Linked DNA regions of Columba livia: region 2 is linked to region 1. The links are chromatin contacts, called in public Hi-C maps. All regions are on one chromosome and are shown on one strand. The core of a region is the stretch at or near the end of the contact, and the rest is flanking DNA. Distances in the headings are between cores, read along the strand shown. Region 1 holds the start of DNAJC10 (DnaJ heat shock protein family (Hsp40) member C10). Region 2 holds the start of HECW2 (HECT, C2 and WW domain containing E3 ubiquitin protein ligase 2).

Evidence for each region. A called contact is a pair of places that touch in the nucleus more often than the background predicts.
Region 2: a Hi-C map of crop shows a contact between it and region 1, with 2.1 times the contacts expected there. The contact joins the promoter of HECW2 here to the promoter of DNAJC10 in region 1.

The regions. Positions count from the first base shown.
Region 1 is chr7:38,444,125-38,451,357 of bColLiv1.pat.W.v2, forward strand. It overlaps DNAJC10 (DnaJ heat shock protein family (Hsp40) member C10), which reads right to left and starts at 3,434. Exons shown (of 23, transcript XM_005504023.3): 1 at 3,307-3,434; 2 at 1,619-1,970; 3 at 769-934. The coding sequence starts at 1,819. STK17B (serine/threonine kinase 17b) reads right to left here. Exons shown (of 8, transcript XM_065069970.1): 8 at 3,051-5,648. The coding sequence ends at 5,366.
Region 2 is chr7:38,591,680-38,598,779 of bColLiv1.pat.W.v2, forward strand. HECW2 (HECT, C2 and WW domain containing E3 ubiquitin protein ligase 2) reads right to left here and starts at 4,546. Exons shown (of 29, transcript XM_021289785.2): 1 at 4,406-4,546. It overlaps LOC110359863 (a long non-coding RNA gene), which reads left to right and starts at 6,406. Exons shown (of 3, transcript XR_002415332.2): 1 at 6,406-6,581.

The sequences.
Region 1 (7,233 bases), core at 2,184-4,683:
AGGGTAATTTCTGTATTTTATTGTGATAGTAGCACCTCTGGTTTATTCAGTTTCCATGTGCAGAGACATTAATGTTTTAGAGACAGGGATATATTAAATCAAACCACACCAGAATTTGTTTTTCCAAGGTGGAAGGTTGTTTCAGCTCTTTGTTCACAGCAACCAAAGCATGTTCCTCAGGTCCCTATTTTAGTTGACTCCTGTTCCAGCAGCTCTGAGAACTGTTCATCCCAGTCTTTCCCTACAATTTGTTGAGGCACACCTTAAATCACTTGTCTCAATATCATTTTCTGTATGATTCTGTTATTATTTTGTTTTCTACTTCCTCTTTACTGATCTCTAACTGTATAACTGGACGTAAAACAGGCTCAACAGTGCAAAAGTCTCCTCTCAAAATCCACTTGAGAACACTTTATCTAAACAAAATTTGGTGTTCTTACATTAAAGAATACTGATGAAACGCTCATAGTGGAATTTAAGTGAAAAAAAGCTTTGCACTTAAAAAAATCAAGTCAGACAACCAATAAAAAAAGGTAAGCAGCAGGAACAAAAGACTAGGTAAATAGATTGTTACTTTTTTTGGAGGGGGTAGCCATGAATAGGGTAAATAAAAAGCCTGGGTCAACTGAGAGCAAATGACAGGTACAGCAAAACAGGCAGAGATCCAGAGCAGATCGAGCAGAAACGTGTAAAAAGATCTCATCTAGATCTGAATATCGCGTTTACTTGGCTGTTTCAACCCAATCACAAATGTACAGAATAACTCACCGAAATCATAGCGATAATAGTTCCAGCTTTCGTAACGCCCTCCTTGCTGCTGATCTTCAAGCCCTTTCTCTCCGTATTTATCGTACTTCTTCCGGAGATCTTCATCTTTAAGTACTTCGTAGGCTCTATTTATTTTCAAAAAATTTTCATGTGCATTTGGATCATTCTATTTAAGGAAAACCGTAATTAGTAAGCAATAAAGCATATTGTACATACAATGCTAAGAAAATAATCCTTGGAAATCTGACTATTTCAGGAAATCTGGAGGAGAAACTGATGACGTTTAAATTTAAAATCAATTTCTTTGTACTTGAGAAAATCTGGTAGCACAGTCTGAGCTGTTCCGAGTCCTCTCTCTAGTTATTCTCGTTCTCCTCCCTTGTTCTACCTTGGCAGTCCCACAATTTCTGCTTCAGTCTATTCAATATTTGGAGATTGATGTCTCAGCACAGCCTGATGTTGTTTGCTGTTTAGATGAGATTTTATGTTAGCGAAATAGTAAGTTCCCCTAAATTAAATGGAAAGAAACAAACTCATCAGTTTACCAACAATGTCATATGGCACAGACTTACATTTTCCTTTATTTACAAAAATAAAATCCAGAATTAAATGACCGTGACTCTTTTACTGCGGCAATCTAATATGGCCCAAATTGAACACAACCAGGTGCGACCAGTCTATATCATTTTGTAAATTCTCTCTGCAGAAAATCGGAGCCGAACCACATTATCAGGTGGTTACATTGCTTCACAAGAACAAAGAAACACTTTAGATAATTTAAACCCACTTTTTGTTAAAACATTAAGAGTCATTAATTCAACAACTTTGACCCGTTAAAGATGTGACGTACCTGATTTTTATCAGGGTGCAACTTCAATGCCAGTTTTTTGAAAGCTTGCCGTATTTCTCTACTGCTTGCTTCTTTGGACACTCCAAGTAAGCTATAGTAGTCCTGATCAGCGCACACAAGAACTAGGACACATACTAAAACTAGCAACAAGGATCTTTTGAAATATCTAATATAATCTCCTTTGCATACTGAGAACTCCATTATGAAGCTTTTGGAAAGTTTACGGGTTCTGATCCCAGCAAGGTTTGGAAAGAGCCTCCAGTAAATCCACCAGCATTCAGAGATCCAGCCAGATCTAGGACGGAGCTCTGTTTGTCCTACCGCATGTCGCAAGCCTTGCAAAAGTTACAACCTATAAGAAAAGGGAGAAAAAAGCAATTAAGTACATTTTGCTAATTATTCAGTAAATATACATTAGTAAAGAACCCCATCCCAGCTTGTGCAGACTGCACATGAACACCAGGTTTCTGGATGGCTTTCTGAAGGCCACACAAATGACAGACCATCTCTTGAGGATGTAGCTTGTGAACGAGGTCATCACGCAAAGCTTTCCAGAACGGCACTACGTACCAGCCACTTACATCCCATTAAAAAAGAGCGGGTTTAACGGGGTTTACTCATCTTCCACACTCACTTTTGGTGCTTCGGGGGGGGCATTTCTGCCGGGAGCAGCGGGTGGTTCTGCGCCAGCAGCCGCTGCGGGGCCGGGCGGCCCCCGGGGACCCGCCACGGGAGGGGGCCGGCGGACCGCGGAGCTGCCGCAGGAGGGCCCGGGGAGCCCGGAGGTCACAGCCCCGCGGGCCGGCGGGGGAAGGGGCTCGGGGCGGCGCGGCCCCGGGGAAGCGGCGCGGCGCTTACCGGGCAGCGGCGGCTCGGAGCCGGCGGAGGAGCGGGCCGGGCGCGGGGCAGCATGGGCCAGCGGGCCGGGCGGAAGGCAGCCCGGGCCGGGATCCGGCTTTGGGCCGGAGCGGGCGGGGCCGGGGTGACGTGGCCGCCGCGCCCGCCTGGGGCGGGGACTCGGTTCGGCTCCTCGCGGCCGCGCCCGCCTGCTGCACCCGCTCACTTCATGAGCACACACCGACCCCAGCTCAGCCATCTTAAAATGTGCCTCGTCGCTCAGTTCCCCTCCGTAATGCCCCGTAATGCGGCAGGAAGCAAGACGGGCTGAGAACTGGCTACAATGGCTGTTTTTACATTGAAGTTATCACAGCATCACACACACAGAATCACAGGATGTCAGCGGTTGGAAGGGACCTGGAAAGCTCATCCAGTGCAATCCCCCCATGGAGCAGGAACACCCAGATGAGGTTACATGAGTTACACATGCACAATAGGATTTTTAAATAAATCAAAAACATTGATCCAAACAAAATCGCATTCAACGTCTATTTTAAGTTTCTATGAAGTACAAATAAAGTCTTCAAAGCTTAAGTTCCTTGGATAAGACCAATTTTCATTTATTTAAATTTAAAGATAAGTTAGCTCCAAAAGCAGTATGAAATGTAAACATCAGATACCATGATAAAAATCTTAACAAATAACAATTTTGTCGTAAAGTGCTGGCATATGCTTTCGGCTTTATTTTCCATATGTTAAAAATACTAATGTACGAAGCTTCCCGGCTGTAATTTCAGTAACATTGTTGCAGAGTTTTAAAATTTAATAATTTTAGAAACATTCTTTTCTACCTTTTTCCATTAGAGCTTTTTGACATTTTCTTCATCCTACGTGAACTTTAACTTCTGAGTATCGACAAAATAGTTTGTGTTTTTAATTTGCCCAGTTCAAATTAGGCTCCATGCTGGTAGAGAAAAACAAGAGGTTAGAAAAGACTCCAAGTGGGAAAAGCCAATGACTTTGAAAAGTGAGAGTATAAGGTACCTGAACACAATGCAACTGCCTCCAAAGTCATTTTATCATTATATGCAATATCAGTATCACTGAAAAAAAGTTCCATGAAAATTAACACATAGAAGAGACTCAATGTGGTTCATTTATACCCAGGCATCTGAGCGTCATCCATGCTGAGTATATTCATTACTTCATTTCACATGAGAGCAAGTCTCGGAAAACTTTTACTTCTCTTGACAAACGTGAGCTGAAAGAGTCTTACAGACCTTACACCTCAGTCAACTGCTCGCTTCTCGACATGAGCGTCACCCAAAACAGAGACAAGAGTTCTGAATTCCCCCAGCATTCTGGTGATACCTTCTATTGAAATTTGTTTGTAAAAAAACTTGTGCCTTCCTTGCACGAAGAAAAATAAAATACAACCTTTTAGCACTCATTATGTTCACCTCTCAAGCACAGGTTGTTCCAAAACTTCAATCTGCAATTGCCAAGTCCACAGGCACACTCAAAAAATATTATTAGATTGTGATACTTTATTATACAAACCAAATCAAATCCAAATCAAAGACGATTAAGTCTTAAGGAGTGGAAAACCCCAAAAGTATTTTAAAGTGCCATTTACTTCCAAAACATTTATAAGAGTTTTAATACATTCCCTACACAAGACGACCTCCAGCCTCAGTGTTACAATGAGGACTTTACCTTGTCAGTACGAGTTTCAGGCTGTTAAGGCATGACTGGTAGTTGCTCCAAGTCAAAACTTGACATAGGCATTATTTCCTCAGAGCCTAGAAACAGGAAGTTCAAGGGATGTAACTTAAAAAAATAACAAGCCTACTAACCAAAAGAAATGTAAAGGCTTAAAATAATTATTAAGTAGCTTGTCTTTTGACACTGCGGTCCATTTCTCCAAGTGGGCAGGAAGCCAAGTCATTATCTATAGCAATAACTGACAGATGCACTGCACTGCTACATTGAGGGGCATAATGAAAAGCTTTTCATTGCAGCTGCACTGGCAAAAATGGCTAAAATTTTCAGTTTATTCAGTTATTACTTTCAAGAGACTTTATGGTTTGGGATTTTTTGTGTGGTGGTGGGTTTTGTTTTGTTTTTAATTATCATTTTTAAGATGAGGAATAGGTCACTACAGGTAGACAATATTATTTCAGAGGTTTGATGAAAGCAAACTAACGAGTGTATCAAATATTCACATCAGCGTGGGACCCTCATCCTCCTCAAATCTAACTTACTGGTAAGAAAGGACCACTAATGCAAGGACGTTTTCTATTGAAGCATTCCAGAGATCCAACACAGGAAAAACACACACACTATGCCTTATAAAGCCCAAGTGGACCAGATCCATAAGGCGCAAACACTTCCTCAGCTACCAGTGATCCTTGAGAGAAACCAGTCCTCCAAATGGCCCCAACAGATGTATCCTATTCCCAAACCACACCCACTTCAGCTTCCATTTAAAGCTATGAGAATGCTCACAAATAAGCCCAGTTTCCCTGCTTAGACCAATTTCTCATTAAGGCTAGTCATACAACTGTGCATGTATTCAACCACTGTTTGGCAAAGCTTGAGTTTAAACAAACTCATTTTCAGGATTTAATTTGTTCACTCTGACATCATTTTTGGACTAAAACTTGAAAAGTGCAAAAATATTTAATTATATCTTCTTAAAAAAAATAATTCATTTTATTGGTGCAACAACCCCGATTTCTCAGGAGTTAAATCCATTGCCAGCAATGGACAGACAAGGAAGCACCAGCATAAAAAGGTCAAAGTGCATTTCCCATATGCCAACGCTGCACGAATTGGCAAGCCATAACCTTACATTTGCCACTGGAACAGATTATGCTAAATTCTTTTGATAAAAGTCTGTATTACGTATTAACATATGAAGTCTGTCGTGAAGTCTTGGGGATACTGCAATGAATCATCGAAACGGAAACGTTTGGAGACTGTACTGCTGTCCTCTGGAATGTTTTCTTTGTCTTCCTTGTTGCTACAGGTACCATTACAACTGGATTTTACATTCCGCTCTTCTGAGAATTTCATTGCGTGTCCTGGCATCAGAGAAAAGCCACAAGTTCCCTCAGGGCTGGACAAGAGGATGAACTCCTCTTGCTGCAACCATGAATGAGAAAGACAGGCCTCTGCTGTGGGTCTTTCCCTTTGAAAGAGAAAACAGTGAAGTTGCTTCAGTTAACTTCAGAAATACTAAAAACATAATTACAATAGCTCTGACACACGCTAAGAAATCTTAAGCAGAACTGACACCAAAAAGTTAATATTGCTGTTTTCCCACCCCTACCACTGCTGCTAAAAAGCACATTAGACCCCCACCATAGTTAAGCATTGACAAAACGCATGTGAATTGCACATTAGACCCCCACCATAGTTAAGTATTGACAAAACGCATGTGAATTGCAGTGGACAGCTTCCCCTACCACTGGGTGTCAGGATTGGTAAGCGTTTCCTCACAACAAGGAACAGGCATTTCTCGGCCAGTATTCACAGTCCCTTGGAACATTTTCAACATGGTGCATGTGTATATTTATATACACGTGTGTATTTATATATATGTGTATATTTGTGTATATGTATATTCTTATACTTTTGAAGTCCTAATGTGTTACAGAGACCACTGTAAATATGTAGGTTAATGAATATTTAGTCATTCGGTTTTCAAGGAGGGCCAAATAACATGATGTCATCAACTCTATCAGATATTTTGTAGTCTGTTACTCTTGCAAGTCACCATAAACTGCCGTAAACCCTTGCAAAATGTATTTACTACCAAACAGACCACAGACATACAAAATCGCTCCTTTGGATAACTTAGAGAAGTGCTACTACAGTTCTCGCCATGTTAAATTCCAGAGAACTTGCAATAAATGCAACAGAGCGCCCTATTTGTCCTTAACTCTACCAGAACACATGAGTATTTTTTGGTCAGAGAACTCTGACCTTACAGACTTGACTACCTGAGGACAGATTTTTCCTCTGAAGATTCAAATAAGGTATAATCACCAAAAATTGGAATAGGAAAAGAAAAAAAAAGTTACTGAGGTTCTAATGAAGTCACTGAGATGCCCAGAAGCAAAAAATCAAGTAGAGTGGTAACTGTGACAGAATATCAAGCACCAACATTTATCAAAGCAGGCTATTCATGGTTACTTCCTGCATGATAGTGTGGGCTTTACGAGTTATTCCAGATGGTGACAAACCCTGTTCAGACATGAGTTTATACGGAGTCCTTATTTCATGAAAGTAGGCACTTCATGGACATCATGCCCCATCATCCCTCCCCTTTCTCAGCCAAACAGGGACACTCCTGCTTGCTGCAGGCTCTCCGAAGAAGACAGGGACTTCTGTGTCACCATAAATGACAATATTTGCTGGTAAAACAGTTAAAAAAATGCCCAGATTTAATGCTATACAGCAAGAGCAGACACAGTTAATGTCTGTAATTCTCCCACTCTCAAAGGCTATCTTCTCAAAGTTCAGCTACTTGGAGATGCCTTGATTAGAGCCTGAACTCTCAAAGAAAGCAGTTATGGAAATGTGCCTGACAAACAAAAAGGTTGTACTTTTGGTTGAGAACATTTTTTAAAAACGCTGAACACACGGCAAAATACTATATATTTCTGAAGAACATGTGCTAGTCACAAGATTGCCAAATTTTTATATAAAATGTATTCATATAGAATGACACATTAAAGGTAAGTCAAGAAACAAGAAAGCACTGCATCAAA
Region 2 (7,100 bases), core at 3,296-5,795, 150 kb after region 1:
ATGCTTTCATATATGCATTTATACACTAGAAATATTGTCTATTGGAATATTTGTTACAATGAAGTTTGAGAAGAACATCATTTATCCTGTCCACAAAGCTGCGCAGAAAAGACTGACAAGTAGTTTTGCATCCTCTGTTTTTTAGAGAATAAGAACCTTCATAGCCAGAACATTGTACATGATGTATGCAGCATGTTCATTTTTTAATTACTGAAATTGTAAAACATTGAAAGGAAAACCAAAGCAGGAGAAATAAGTCCTATTTTTGCAACATTTTAACTAGAGAGTTCTTATGTGCTTACAAAGTAAAAACAGAATACAGCTACAGAACCTGTGTTTATATTTCAAATGGTTTTGACAGTGTTCTGAACTACAGGTACCGGAGTCGACTGTAAAGATAAACTACATGTGAGAATCAATCAGAACTGTATTTATACACACCCAAACTTCAAGGTTTTATTTGTTTGTTTGTTTCAAGCTTTCAGTCTGGGCTCAAGAGAACACCAAAAAGATCAGTATTCTCAGAAAAAGCAACAGGATGGAAAAGCACTTAGTAACCCAGTATGTCCTATCAAAAAGTGGGAAGACTTAGCTAAATAACTTTGATACAAGTTTACTGCTATATTTTCTGTATATATGTATTTACACACACATATACAGACAGAATCATCTCCTTGCATATTTCTTATTAAATGTTAGTCCATCATCATAATCAGCCCTTCTAAAGGTGCTACTTGTATTACAGACTATCTCAGGTAGGAAAACAAACAGAAGAAATTTAAATTAGTCATACCTATCTGAATTATGTTTTCATAAAACTTATCTTAACCACAAGTAAATGATTCAGTGAAGAGGAATGAAACACTACTAATCACCTAACGTGTTTATTTTCCCCCCAATACATGCAAATTATCACTTGGACACCACAAATGGAATTTGGTTGCTTCCAGAGGGGCCATTTTAGACAACCTCAAGTATGTCAGCTGGCTTCCCTTGGCTTGGGGCCCCCTTACATTTTGCACGACTTGAGTTAGCCCTGTGAGATGATCTTCAGGGGCCTGCAATATCTAAACTGGCACTAGACTTCTGTGTCAAGGCACACGAAAGCCTGTGGAACTCCCTTTTGCTCCGCTCTACGCTGTATGAAATAAATCAGAGTATTAGCATTGTACATTAATTTTACACTGCGGTGAAAATGACAAGGTAAGTAGGAAACCAGAAAACAAAAGTGGTCTTCTGCTGATTAATATTTTAATACAATAGCATCTTCATGGAAACAATAATTTATGCTCATTGGTTTGCACAAACATCCTTATACCATACTGGTAAAAAAAGACGACTTTCTGTCAGCAGTACTGATTTAACACTCGAGTTGGATATCTAAGGATTCTGCTATTGTTTATGTTCACTGTTGACTATTATCCCTCTTTCCCTGAGACAAAGCTGTCGAACTGCACAAATATTGTGTTAGCTCACTACAAAAAAGAGGAGGAGTGGAAAAGGATGGCAGATCAGAGGCAGGTAAGCACAGAGAGATAAAAACAGAACATTGTTTATGTGGTATACAAAATACTTATCAATACTGACAGCACAAGGAAGAAAATATATGTATACTGCTATATTATTATGTAATATAGCTAATAATATACTTACTGTAAGAGTCTATAGCGGCTAACAACACTAAGCTGGGGATGATCTGTTCGTGCCACTCTACTCAAAAGCTGGTCTCCAGCTTTCCTAAAGATCAGGTTGCTACAGGGAGCAGATGGATGCAAACAGCACGAAGTACAGAGTTACAGCCAGTAAACCACCACAGTGGTTGAGTTAGACCGATAACCTGAATTCTCACCAAGTTTTGCAGATGTAACAGTGTAGGAGAGTTTTGAGGATGGATCAAAGAACAGTGCATTCAACATATTTCTGTTGATACCCTTCTAAATGTACAAATGGTGAGAATAAAAATTAATCAATTAATTAAACACATATGTGTTTTCATGAGAATGAAATTAAAGCATGTTGGAGCCTGGCAACATGTGTCAAGCAAAGTCAGGAGTTAGTATCTCATTAACAATAAAACATGCCAGACAGGATGAAGAAAAATCACAACAGGTTCTGAAGAGGAAACTTCAGCGAACAATTTCTACAACATGTATCTGATGAAACAAAAAAGGGCAATTTAGAAGAAGGGGAGAAACCAATTGAAGCAAGGCTGGAGAAAAGCAGACTTACAGCAGTGAGAATAGATTTGAGGCCCTTATTCCTACGAAGTACTTTCCTTTGCAGAATGCTGACCTGGATGGACAAACAGACCAAATTTAACAATTGGTTTACCCCACCTCTCAACTCAAACTTGCAAGCTCCATGTACTGCAGCAGCATTCTCTCAGGCCATCCAAGGAATCCAAAATAGAAATCTTTGTACTAGTGTTTGCTCTCTGATTTACCTTCATACCAAAGAGTTCTGCATAAGCAAGTAATTGAGTGAGATGAAAAGAATTCTAAAGACAAGTACTGCAGAAGTGCTGGCAGCTCAGATTCCACCTTGAACAAAGAGTTCAGTCCTACAGCAAAACAGTGGAAGGAATTCAAGAAAGATAACAAAACTATGAAGAAGGAAAGTAACTTACATATGCTGCCATAAAACTTCGCTAACTATGACAGTTGTAGCACATAGTTATCTACAAATACATGGCAAATCTAAATAGAAATGGAATTATCAGAAGAGTAAAAAAGCTGTAACTAACAGAAATACCATTACAGAAAATAAAAGCCTTACAGCATCATTAAGCAGTGAGCTCTATTGGAATATAGAAAAACTTCCCAGGGAAAGTCTCATTCCCTAAAAAATTTGAAATGAGACTGAAAAGCTGGTTGGAGACAATATATAAAAATAAACTAGAGCCATAAAACTGCTGAAATAATAAAAATGTTATATGAATTACCCAAATATTAATATATGTAATTCACATGAAAGTATTACTGAGATATGTGAGCTGCTGCACACATTACACAAAGCACAGGTGTTTTGATATGAAACAAAAGTACACCTGTGTTCTTAACCACAAACCAAAACATTCTTATATCACAGGTTATCTTGAAACTTCATGCACTAATGATGATTCCACCAGGCATATTTGTAGGTGGAAATGTACTGTGGAAATTATACTGATTTGAAGAAAAAGTAGGTGATCTGTCATAACACATTTGCCTGTCCCATCTCCTATTGCCATATAAACAATATTAAAAATAAAAGAAAATACCATTTTAAAGTTATTTTGTATGCTCCTGTGAAACTGTTGGGCAGAATATTTGGAGCAGAAAAGGACATCAAATTGTCTAACTGCAGCTTTCCACACTCAGTTCTTTGATCACAGTTGTCGTCTTAAAAGTTTCCCGTGAAAAACATGCCACAGACAGTTTGATGTATGCGTTTTACTCCTGCATTTTTTATATGAAGTTACTGTTATTGAAGTATACACCAACTTCTGAAAGTAAAATAAAGAATATGAATAAAAAGCTCCAATCAATGAGCTCTTTTAGTGCAAACTAAATGAAGAATAGCGTTTGATCTCTTGGTTTCAAAAACTCTACAGTGCCTTCAGAATTAACTATGTGTCAAATATTGTTACCTTACCTCAGCTCATGAAAGAATCTCTCAAATACAGTTTCCATTTGACCCACATATCAGTTGCTCTTTTATGTTCTCACTCCCTGTACTACTGCATAAACAAAGCATCCCTGCATTACTGCTGTATCAATACCCTCTGATTAAAGAACTGCCTAACACCGGTGACTACCAAGAAACTGTACAATAAAACCAATGTTACTTTTAATATTCAATGTTATTTATGCATCTCTTTGTTAGGTGAGAAGTTTAAGAGTTACTTAATTTATCATTTAAAATCTCCTTTTTCCTTACTGATCTTTATATTCTCTCACATCCCACATTTCTTCATAAACCTCCTGGCAACGTCCCCCCAGCAAAGGTTTCCTGGAGCAGATTCTCGAGTGGAACAATGACAGCTTTACAGCAGCTGAGCATCTTTTTATCACACACGCATTACTGATCGAATGCAGTGTTGGTCTGCCTGCAGCGTCACTCTCTTTGCTCAGAAAAGCTGCTACTCTTCCTCCAAAATAAAAGTCATGCCAAAAGATTCTTAAAGCAATTATATTAATCAACAGAATGCAAAATTTTCCGCATTAATGGGTAGCCACCAGCTGCAGTCGCACAAATTATAAAATGCGTAGCCACCATGTTTAGATGCTCCAATGAATACTGTTCCTCTTTGCTGCCATCTACAGACACATTTCAAATCTTTAAAAAAAACCCCTGCTTTTCACTTCCAGTTATAACAATAGGATATCAACATGTCCTACAAAACAGCTCATCCCAAAATTTTTACCTCAACATATTAGAAGCTTCAGGCAAAGCTGAGCCCAAGCGACAGGTCTTCAAAAGGTATTAGGATGTTGCTGCACTGCACGCTGAGTGATGTTCGATCCCAGGTGTTCCACAGGCTGCGCAAAGTCCTTGGCTGGGAATTAGGGGCTCACGTTCCCTGTTCAATGCATGGGAAGCGTTAGGTCATACACAGATGCCCCTCAGAGGTCCGATGAGCTGCCAAAAGTGAAAAGGAGATTGTAAATCTCTAGTATGGGTATCTTAAGTACCTGTGCTAGAGTCCTCAGAATACCTAATGCTTAATGGTTGCAGCATTGACGCCTGCTTCAGACACCGCATTTCCAGTTTTGCAACTGTATGTTCTAACAGGCAGGCTACAAAGTCAGTTTTCCTCTCTCTTTCAAAATGAAAGTCAGCAAGTGGTACGTTTTTAAAAGACTGACACCTCAGACGTGGAGACAGAATAACTCAGCAAGGTTGCTGATCGGTATTAAGTGACTTGCACACCCAGTTAAGTATAGAATCATAGACTGTCCTGAGTTAGAAGGCACCCACAAGGATCATCAAGTTCAACTCCTGTCCCTGCACAGGACAACCCCATAGTTCACACCGTGTGTCTGAGGATGTTGTCCAGTCTCTTCTTGAATACTGTGGCAGGTCAAATCTCATTTGAAAACAGGGCAAAGCAATCAGCGTTTACACACCTCGGCTAAGGGAAAAGTACTTATGAAAACACTGTATTTGTTGAGACAACGTATTCTACTTCTCTGGTCCAAGGGTTCATGTAACTGAACCAGCGACTCCCAATATAACGAAAGACCCATCTTTTGTTTTAAACTTGTAGCAGTTAGTTGTGACTTTTTTTTCTCCTTTGCAAAACTAAACACAGACAGAAAGCAAATAACCTTGTGTCAAATAGGCACCAGGACTACAGAAGCAGGTCCCTTAGTGAGCGTGCCTGCAGCTGGAAGTGAACATGTCATTTGATACGCAGTAAATTGATCACAAATAACAATCAGCCCACAGGTCAGTGTGCTCCTGCAGAGCGTCCTCCCCAGGAAACCTTGAGCCAAGATATCCCACAAGCTGGTTTTAAACAACTTTGAACCTTAAAACACTTTGGTGTTCTGTTGTAAAACACGCTTCACTGAAAGAGCTATTGTAGGAAACAATTATTTTGCAAATATAATAGGCCCAGCCAGGACCTCTCAGCAAAGCATGTTTTAATAACGATTTTGCAAGACCGGGTGTTCTGCATAGAGGAATGCACATCTAATAGGGCAAAAAGCCCCTGCTTATATGCCCCCAAAATCCCGGCCGCAATTTCCTTCCCCTGTTCCCTATTGTTTGGGTACTTCAGGGTTTATAGAATACCCCAATGCATACAATACCCTTCCCCTTATCAATATGCATTCCTGGTACTCTGGCTACACTTCCCCCTAAATTAACTTGTAAATACAGGTGTCAGTATATATTCTGGGAAGAGACTGTTTTACATTAAGAATTCATAGTCTGATGTCTCTCAGTCCTTCCCTCTAAATTAACTTGTAAATACAGGTATCAGTACGTATACAGGTGTCTATATATTCCGGGAAGAGGCTGTGTTTTACATTAAGCATTCATAGTCTCATGTCTCTCCGTCCTTCCCGCCTGCTGGGGTCAGGCGCCAGGTCCTCAGTTATGTGAAAACAACAGTTCTTTGTTAAACGTTTCTTACAGCTATCTAATCATGAGGCGTAACTCCGCAGCCTCCGCGGGCATCCCCACCGCGGGACGGGGGGAAGCGGGAGAGGAGAAGCGGAATCTCCTGTGTGAATCCCATGACCCCGCTTACCGGCGGCTCATGCGCCACCTCGACATCGGAGGGTGCGGCCGGACCCCCGGGGCGCCGCCGCCTCAGGTGCCGATACCTCAGGTACCGCCGCCTCAGGTACGTTCGGCGCCTTCCCGCCCAAAGCGGGACCACAGCTCCCGGCATGCCCCGCGCCAGCACGGCCGAGGCCGTTGGCGCGCATGCGGGGGCGGGTCACGTGACAGTCGGGCTCGATCCTGAGGGTCCCTGCCAACCGAAATAATTCTGTGGTAACACCCAAGTGACACAAAAGAGGCTGAAAGAAAGGCAAAAAGAAGCAGCTCGGAGACAGAGTACTGCTGTGGAGGTGACAACTGCATCCAAGGTACAAAACATGATGATATTATAGTTTTGAGTATTGACAGACTTGGTTTTAGGCGCCTTCGTCTCTGTCGTAGTTAAACAAAGCATACTCAGCTGGAAAAATGATTTAATGATAGATTGTTGTCAGTAAGACATTAATAATTCTTTTGATAATAAGAATCTGTTCTTTTGTCAACTAAAAAAAAAGTACATAGCAAATCAAGAATAAAAATGTTTGAGATTTGTAATTCTCTCATTTTCATGACTTTAGTTCACCCTAGCTTTAGTTCATAGAGTTCTCAATGTCTTCTCTGTCTTTCCAGGAACTTACATTTCTCTGGTATTCCAGTCTTACACTTCTGTTACTGTTTTCCCTGAAGAAAACATCAATGGAATATGTCGCTCAGTCTCATTAATTGTGGTAGAGAATGTGTTGCTGTGTAGTGCTTGCACTCCTACATTCAGTGCTTCAGAACAGAGGGCATCAGACTGGGGATAGAAATCAGGTTCTAGGGGGAAAAGAGCCCAAGGAATTGCTTTC